Linked DNA regions of Rattus norvegicus: regions 1 and 3 are each linked to region 2. Evidence: chromatin contacts called from public Hi-C data. All regions are on one chromosome and are shown on one strand. Each heading gives the region's core, a stretch centred on a gene start, on an enhancer-like site or on the middle of the called end of the contact. The rest is flanking DNA. Distances are from core to core; before and after follow the strand shown.

Region 1 (3,078 bases), core at 201-2,700, 160 kb before region 2:
AAGTTACTTATAGATTGATCAATATATTCCAGGCGCTGTGCTGGTCAAACAAGAGAATAATGAATGAAGCATTTGCCTGATCGCTGGGCTTAACAATAATCAAGAAGCTGGGCAAGTGAGCAGGAAGTCAAGACAGAAGGGAACCTGTACCACAGGGCTACTCGGGCGAGCAGGAAAGAGTGGGGACCTGAGTTACATGGAAGAGGAATTATAGAAGAAATGATAGTTGAACCACTGGGCAGGTCTGTCTGTCATTTGGTGATGGTCCCTTAACCAGCTCTGGCTGTTGTCCTTTCTTTTGTTGTGCTTGGAATTCAGCCCAAGGCCTTGGATCTATTAGGCAAGCGCCCTATTATTGAGCTCCAGCCCCAGCACTTTTTTTAACCATTCTCTGCTCCTTATGTTGTTTGTTTGGTTTTGTTTTTCAGACAGGGCCTCACTATAGCTCAGCTATCTTAGGGCTCCTTCTGGGTACCAGGCCGGTCTCATTAGATATCGGGCTTCCTCTCAGGCGTTGGGATTGAATGTCTGGGGTCACCACACTCAGCTTTCTTTTGTTCTTCAGCAGCTACTCATCAGGATTGTGACAGGTACTCTTTGGAAGTCTGACCTCTCCAAGCCACCGTGGGCGGCCACTAGCTAAGACGGTAAAAGGGCGGTGAAACAGATCGAGGGATTCTTAGAAGTATTTGCTTTGTGACGTAAATACTAGACTTCCTTCCATCCCACCCTCTGCACCAGACTGGGTGTGAGGGTTGGCAATGGAGTCACCAGAATCCAATCTGGATTAAACAAATTTGATTCAACATGGTTACAGTGAACTACTGAGCTTCTGGGCCACCATAAGCGAAATTTTATGTGAAAAACAATTCCTTTGCCTTGGTTATCTAGGTTTTTTTTTTTTTTTTTATAAACTTGTATCTTACAGGTTTGAGGGTACTTTTGACCAGACTTCTTGTTTTATGACCTCTTAACAAAGTTATCCATTAAAAATAAAAAACCCCAAAACTCTAAAAGAGAAAAAAGGAAAGATCTAGAGCAAAGAAAAGAAGGAAAAGCAAGCGAAGCCAAGCTATCCATAAAGGGTCTGTAGATAGTATCTTCACTGGTTACTCCTTTTTCCTCCACAAATGAGGCACTGCTAAGATTTATCACGGGGAGATGGAGACAAGAGTTAGAGGTGTCTGGCCTCCTGTCTCTGCGCCATCGTATATTTCTTTAATGAAGTGTGAGACCAGAATTCCATAAATTCACATAGTAGCAGAAGCAGGCAGGAGCTCGTCAGCGGAGCTATTCAGGGAGCCCAGCATCACTCTTTGCGTATTAGAGAAGTTCACAGCTGGCTAAAAATAGGCTTGGAGAGAAGAAGTCACTTTTAGACCGCAGCTCATTTTGGATTTCTCTGGAGCCCCATTCTGGGCCACCGTGTATTTCCTTTTTCCTTTCGTTCTAGTAAGAGCACCCAGGCGGGTCAGAGACAAGAGCTGCATGGTTATCTTTAGTTCCACTGTGCACTGAAAGCAGAACTCCGAGGAAATAACAACACGCCCCGGGGCACATGAACTGCTACAGCTTTTTAATAAGCGCTAACACGAATCGAGCCTTTCCTACGTCCTGGCCTCTGTGCTTGTTTTCAATTTTCAAAACAACCCCAGGAAAGAAAAAAAAAACATGCTATTAATAGCCTCCACCCATCTCTGATGAGGAACCAAACATTCAGAGGGGACAAGCAACCTGTTTCCAGTCTCAGAGCCCTGGGGTGTGAACCAGTGTCCTATTCTCTTCAGAGCCAGCACCCGCAAGCGCCCCTGTAAGGATCCACGGGCCTTTCTGCATCACGTTTAGTGAGACTCTTGGTGTGGGCCCATGAAGCAAGCAGAGGGGGCCACCTCAGTGCCTTCTCAGGGAACGATCCTCACACATGAAATGCGGACTTGAACTGATTTCTGATTTTCAGTTTCAGAATCTTCTAAGACACTGGCGGCTCGATCATGGGAGTACATATGGAATCCTCTCATGAGATTCAGCCACGTGCCTTCAGTCAAGGAACCGGCTGGCCCTGGACTGCCCTGATTTATTTGGGGTCTTTTAAAAACATGTTCCCACCTTATACCTGTAGTGAGTGGTGTTTAGTACTTGTAGGTAAGACCTCAAATGTAATACCGTTTTCACGGTTAGTCAAATTTAGTTCTTCACATCTCGGGATGGAAGAGTGAGCTGGAGAGGGTAGATGTCTCTAGTGGAAATGCAGTCAAGTTAGCTGATAAAGCTAATACCCGATCTCTTTGAACGTTTAAATTATCTAGTGACAAGAGAGCTGAGCTTTAGCTTATAGCGCTGGGGGTAGGTATTGTGCCCGTGGTTTTTTCTTTTTAAATACCTGAGTTTTGAAAAATAAAAGTGTTCTGCCCACATTTTTCAAGCGCAGTGGTAGTCAAAAGAAAAACTCTATGGAGGTAATAATACCTTGTATTTTAAATACCACTTGTCTCTGAAAAGCTCAAAGCACTCTATAATCATTTCCTTATTATCGCTCTCAAAACTTCCTGGGTCAAAAAGTTACAAAGTTTGTATCTTAGCAGCCTGGCCTCAGTTTCCTCTTTGGACAGAAGTGGTAGATGGTGAAGTTATCCTCTTATCACTGTCACTCCAGTTTTCCTTCTCTCTCTTTCCTCTGCCTCAGAGACATCCTCCCAACCCCCAACACCTGCCAGTCCGCAACTCAGCTTAACTCTGTAAATCTATCAGGCCAGTCTCGTGGGGAAGAACCACAAACTATGGCAAAGTAACAGAGTGTCATAGAGATGAGCTAGAGGTGGGGAACCGCTTCCAGGTGGGCAGGGGCAAAGGTCATGGAGTGATGGTGGTTCAGGGGCAAAGGTCATGGAGTCCTGGTGGCTCTAATGTATCAGTTTGGATGCTTGAAATCTAAGTTTGTCTCAGTTAGGGTTTTACTGCTGTGAGCAGACACCATGACCAAGGCAACTCTTATAAAGAGCAACATTTAATTGGGGCTGGCTTACAGTTACAGACGTTCAGTCCATTATGATCAAGGCAGGAGCATGGCAGCATCCAGGG
Region 2 (2,913 bases), core at 209-2,708:
TTTACAGATAGAATCAGGGCTCTGGAAAACAGGCCACTCGTACAAGTGTCACCGCTGAGATTGCTTATAATCCGTTCCAGACCTTTCCCTCCCCTCTTCCTGCGAGGCTCCATCCTACCCTGTTTGCTCAACTCTTCAGTCATTAGATTTGAAAACCAAGGGTCACACTTCCCCTCCCCCACAAACATACTCACAATGTCATGACGGGAGTTTAGAAGCCAGCAATTTTGACAAATACACAGTTAAGATTCTATCCGACAATGACCAAGACAAGTAAAGTACGAATTTTCATTTGAAGCATCCGAGGAAGACATTGAGTGGCTTTGTTTATTAAAACTCGAGTCGAACAGGCTTTCAAAGTACGTTGTATTAACTAATCTTCCAGAAGTTTCCAGTGGGGAGCAGAGCTTGACCTGCCTTGTACCTACATGTGTGGGCCAGCTGTGGGCATTTTCTCCTCACCCGGTGTTACTGACATTGTGGAATCCATAGCGCTGTGGTGCAAGTACTTAACAGCCAATCATATATTTCGTTTTGTCTTATTTTATTTTTATTTATTTATTTTTAACCACCATAAAACCAGTCGTTAAACATTTCCCAGCCACCCAGGCTTGCAGTTGATTGAGAGTGGCACCGACTGGCACTCAAATGCTCTCTGTCATGTGTGCAGGCTTCTCTTCAGGGCCGGTTTTTGCCTCTAACCACAAAGTCATACCTGAGTGCCATTCTTTAAATGGGAGATTCTTTCCATCTGAGTTTGCGAAAATCACACTGATGGGTTTCCACTAATAATAGTCCTGTGGTGTGTGTGTGTGTGTGTGTGTGTGTGTGTGTGCATGCACTCGCGTGTGCGTGGCTTGTAAAGAATTTGCACGTCCCTCATCACTCTCAAGCTTCATATGAGTCTTCTCTCCTTGGTAGAAAGGAAAGACTAGGAAAGGGTCTGACAGGGGACATGACTGCTCCTACAGTCAGAGACCTCGCAAGGGGCAGGTGGGCCTTGAACCATCTTCAGCTCCCTTGTTCTAGGCACTTGCCTCTTGCCAGCTGTTTCCTTCACCTCGGACACTCGAAATGCCTGAAGGGTAGGGTACTGTCTGCAGCACGGAAGTGTCTGGCAGCAAACGGAGGTTAACACACCAGACTTGGGCTTTGACAGGAAGGGATAGGCTCTCTGGCTTGGGGGTATGAACATAGGCCACCCATTTCACTAGTCTGCTGCAAAGAAAGGTGTCCCCTTTTGTTCCCCCTTGGTGCTTGGTTTTCTGTGATTCCATTAAACACTGTTATGGGGACCTTGTGTTTTTGGTCCTTCTCTCAGTAAGAATTTGGAACCTCTCAAATGACCCAACATAAACGCTCCACCTCCCCTCTTGCACAACCCCCACCCGTTACTGCCCAGCACTGTATTGATTGGAAAGTGTTTCACAACACGTTTTCAAAACATGCCGAAGGTCGAGACTGAGTGACTCACACGCAGTCACATTTCTGCTTTAGTCCCTCCTGACTTTATTGGTTAGGTTGGCTAATGGAAGTCCCTAAAGAAACTGTTAACTCTGTCTAATCCTGGCCAGGAGGATTAGTAGGTGGCGTCACAAAATAATTCCTAATCATGTCTGTGGTGACAGACCTGTGGAAATCTCTTTGGTTTTGGATGCCAAGTCTCGAGAAGAGTAGGCAGGCAGGAGAGGGTTTCTGAGCTCACTTTGCCAGCTCTGGCTCCCAGAATATCAGAGAGCAGACAAAGTCAGGTGAGCGAGTTAGCTGATAACCGAGGCTTTCCTGCTGCTCTGGTGATCTACTCCGCTCCATTAGTCTGTGGAACTCGGGGCTGTGACCCTGATTCAGGCCTGCAGAGCTGGCTGCCAGAGGCCAAAGGAGGCTACCCTGGGCAGTAAAGAATGCCTCAGAGCATAGTAGTCATGGGTAGTTCCGGGTTAGATCTGGGTTGACACACAGCCTTATCTCCACCACCTGAGGTTTCGAACCAGCAGCTTGACCAATTAGCATCTTGCTTTTCTACCACCTGGTAAAGGAAGGCCTTGGTGATGCTTTCTTTCCCAGGGTTGCTTGCAAGAGCAAATGATAGAACGTACGTGAAGCACCTCTAATGTCGGGGAAAGCCTGCAGCTTGGCTCCTCATGGACTACTAGAACACTTGGCTTTTGGATTCTTTACATGTAGACTTTTTGAATCATTAAAAAAATATTATTTTAAAAAGTAATCTGTCATAAAAATGAAAGCTTCCAAGTGAGTTATCCAGAATCACCTTGAGGTTGAAAATGTTCTTAGTGATCCCCTTCCCCAGGATTTTACCCTTTAAGTATCTTGAAGGCCCTTTCACTTTAGCATAACGTAATCACAGAAATAGTATCACAAAGCTATGGTAATAATAATGCTATCTGCAGGTTGTTTCATCAGCCTAGCTCTCTTCAGCCACTTCTCTCTACTTCCCTCCAGCCCCAGGCGGCCAATCCCTCCTTCCTGACTGGAGAACTACCAGTATAAAAACAGCGAATCCCATCGTGTTCAGTTAAGATTCATCATGTACATTCCCAGTGAGGAATGGCCATAAAGTCTTTCTGCCTCACTGGGACTGATCCCCATGCTACCCCAGTCTGTCCCTTCATCAGCAAATGTCAGAGACCTTGGCAATCACAGCTCCTACCCCTTGATTTTAGAAATGAACAACCTAAAGTTCAGAGTAATAAAGTGACCTTCCCAGGGCCTCACAGCTCACTTATGGCAGAGTCAGGATCTGGGTACCAGAATTTTCACTGCTTCAATGAACCAGACACCAAGAGAACCCAGAAGAAGGAGGAATAAAATAGATCGTTATGGTGTGTGTTGGACATCTGGTTTCCAAGGAGAGTTTATATTAAGTAGCAATGAAGCCTCAAAAGCTATGGTAGC
Region 3 (3,113 bases), core at 558-3,057, 150 kb after region 2:
CTGAAAACCTACAGGAGTCAGGGGCAGAACTCTTGGTGAAGGGCATGAATGCGTAGGCCACCGGGCCAGCCTGCAAGCAGAGGCTGAGATAAGGAAGCAAGAGTAGTTGGACACACACACGCGCGCGCACACACACACACACACACACACACACACACACACACACACACACACACCTGAGCAGGTCCTCCCACTCCCAGCAGCAACACAGCAGAGAAGCTTTAGATCCTTTGCTGGGAGTTCATAAGTGGGCGCTCATGGAAAGAGCGGGGAGATAGCTGGACACATGGCTCAGTGGTTAGGTGTGCATACAGCTCTTGCAGAGGACCTAAGGTTGGTTCCCAGCACCCACATTAGGCAGCCCACAGCTGCCAATAACTCCAGTTTCAGAGAGATCAAATTCTTCTGGCTTCCTAGGGCAATCACCCCCCCCCCACACACACACATACACACATAATTACAGAATTAAATCATAAAAGAAAAAGCAGGTAAATCCTCTGTATAGAAGCACATCAACAAATTATGAAGTCCAAGATCCAATCCAGGCAGAGCAAAGCAGAAGAATGGGGTTGGGTAGCAAAAGGATAGAACTTCACATATCACATAATCTGTGACCCTAAATAAAGGTTCCAGGGCAGTTCAGAAAGGCCTAAATTTGGAAGTTGGCCCCTATGGCTCAAATTACCACAGTAGCCACGGCCTTCTGTTTCCTGGCCTATCCTCCAGACTGGCCACCAGCTCTCCATGTAACTAATAATAATCTTGAACTTCCCACCTTCTTAGCCCTTACCCCAAGTGCTGGGATGAGGGGCGGGGGGGGGGGGGGGGGGCGGCTGGCAGTATCACACCATGCTATTTCTCACATATAAAGTAGGTATTTCCTCGTGTGTGTGTGTGTGTGTGTGTGTGTGTGTATGTGTGTGTGTGTGTGTGTGTGTGTGTGTGTGTGTGTGTAGGACATAGACAGGTGTAGGTACATCTGTGTGTATCTGCATGTGGAGGTCAGAGGTCAATCTCAGGCATTGTTCCTCAGGAGCCATTCATCTTGTTTCTAGAGACCTGATCTCTCACTGGAACTCAGGACTCACCAATGAGGTTAGCCGGGCTGTAGCAAGCTCCAAGGAGTCATGAGCATCTCAACCTCCTTAGCTAGCAGTGCGAACACAAACTCGGGCCACTACACTCGACTCTGAAAACATGTCCTTATTTAACAAGAGGATCAAACTCAGCTCCTCATGTTTGCATGTCAAGTACTTACTTTACAGTCCTTGATATCTCCCCAGACCTATAAAGTGGACATTTTGTTAAAAGGTCTCTGCTTCATGTAGTCGTAAAGACTAAATTAAATAATGTTTATGGAAAGTTCATGTTCTGTACCTGGCACAAAATAGGCACTGTTATAAATATTTACTGCATTTTAAGATTTAATAGAAACCTTCGTTCCTTCTGTGTTCCCCCAAACTGGTTTACCCTGTCACCCACTCACAAGCCCTATTTGTCACCAAAAGCAGCAAGGAGTACGTTATCTCTGGAGACAATATAAATTCGCTCCTGTATTTTTTTTTACACTAAGCAAAGGGATTTCAAAATGCTGGGAAAAGCCAGAGCCAAAATGAATTCTCCCCAAACTCCCTCTCTAGAGCGCGCGCACACACACACACACACACACACACACACACACACACTCTCGAACTTTTAAACCTTGGAAATCAGACAAGAAAAGGGGGGAGGAGATAGAAAACAAAGCAGGCCCCGCCTCCCACCGGCTCTATCAGCTCACTTCACAAACACAAGGTGCTCTGTCAGAAGTGCCTTGGGCAAAGTTTGTACTTTGCTTGAATTCTCCCTCCTGTTTACCAAGGTAATAAACGGTCCTCCACTGCTCCAGGTGTAAAGCTATTATGAAAAGGCATATTTGTCTTTCGCCCCACCTCAGATGCACAGTTCTTGGGACACCGTGCTCTGGAAGGCAGTGAGAATTTATCTACAGAGAGAGGCACCAGACTGAGCCAGCCGCTCCAGGTCTGGGGATGCTGAGGCCTATCCCTGGGCATGCAGCCCGAGTTCCTCAGTCATCTCCTACATCTTCCCTTCCCACTGGTGTCCTATCAGACACCTACATTTGTCCCCTTGGCCCTGACAAATAACCCAACCCACCAGCACTTCCCAGGAGCCTCTGTTTGGACAAGTCACACTGTCCTGAGTGCTCCACACTATCTTTTCAAGAACAGCCCATCATCACCACACAGTTCCACCAGTGCAGGTAGGTAAGGGGAGTAGCTACAGACACCTCAGGAGCTTCTCCCATCCCACGCCCCCTGCAGAGGTTGATCACACACTGTTTGATTATCTGAGGCCCAGGCAGAGTGGGAGGAAACTTTCACCCAAATCTCTGACAGAGCTAAATGGCCTGGAACCCACTCAAAATTGTCAGTCGAGCAAAATCTTGGCACTCCGAGCAAGAAAGAATGTATGGAAAAGGGCAGGCTCGGAATGCCAGGGCTGTTAGCCTAGGCAAGTAGGAGAGCTTCAGGGGGGTCAGAGAGATGGTGCTGACTTCAAGCCCTGCTGACAGACCACCCAGAAACACAGAAGGCACCCAGCAGTAGTGTGCCACTGAACACCTTAGCTGTGAACACAGGCAGTTCTCTGTCCTGACTACAATCTGCCATCCCCTCTCAGCAGGGATCTTCTGCGAGGTAATTCTAATTCCTTCACAACGAGGGTTCTCATGTTTCCTGAGCCCTTACTCGGTAAAGGAGCTTAGCCAGGGTGGGTGTGGGGTGGGTGTAGTCCATTGTAAGCACTCAATAAATATCTTTGAACCATGAGCTAATTCCAGTATTGTTGCTTCAAAAATTATGCTCTCACAAGGTACTTAACCCCTGTGAGTTCAAATGCGATACCTATAAAATGAAAACTACTGTAGGATCAAAGTGTGGAGAGCACTTTGCTGCAAATGGGCCAAACCGAATGCTGCCAGTTACCAGGCAGGGCACGTGACTGAATGTGTGGTCTCATGCCTTCCCACCAGGCTTCCCAGTCAGTGCTCCCCTTTATAGCCTAGAAATTTAGTATCACAGCCATTCACTGAACAATGACTAAACACCCAG

The links. A called contact is a pair of places that touch in the nucleus more often than the background predicts.
Region 1: a contact with region 2 is called in a Hi-C map of liver, with 3 times the contacts expected there. The contact joins two enhancer-like sites. A contact is called at or near these places in 4 of 12 Hi-C or Micro-C datasets (hepatocytes, kidney and liver).
Region 3: a contact with region 2 is called in a Hi-C map of liver, with 2.4 times the contacts expected there. The contact joins two enhancer-like sites. A contact is called at or near these places in 2 of 12 Hi-C or Micro-C datasets (kidney and liver).

Annotation. Positions count from the first base shown.
Region 1 is chr11:89,974,576-89,977,653 of GRCr8, forward strand. No RefSeq gene overlaps it. Among named protein-coding and RNA genes, the nearest start is that of Lppos, 46 kb to the left of the region's middle. Within about 2 kb of position 1,451, at least 22 of the 93 cell types and tissues checked have an H3K27ac peak or open chromatin away from gene starts, as enhancers often do. A contact at or near this core is called in liver, where this site is marked.
Region 2 is chr11:90,136,578-90,139,490 of GRCr8, forward strand. No RefSeq gene overlaps it. Among named protein-coding and RNA genes, the nearest start is that of Lppos, 210 kb to the left of the region's middle. Within about 2 kb of position 1,459, at least 10 of the 93 cell types and tissues checked have an H3K27ac peak or open chromatin away from gene starts, as enhancers often do. A contact at or near this core is called in liver, where this site is marked.
Region 3 is chr11:90,284,949-90,288,061 of GRCr8, forward strand. No RefSeq gene overlaps it. Among named protein-coding and RNA genes, the nearest start is that of Bcl6, 72 kb to the right of the region's middle. Within about 2 kb of position 1,808, at least 8 of the 93 cell types and tissues checked have an H3K27ac peak or open chromatin away from gene starts, as enhancers often do. A contact at or near this core is called in liver, where this site is marked.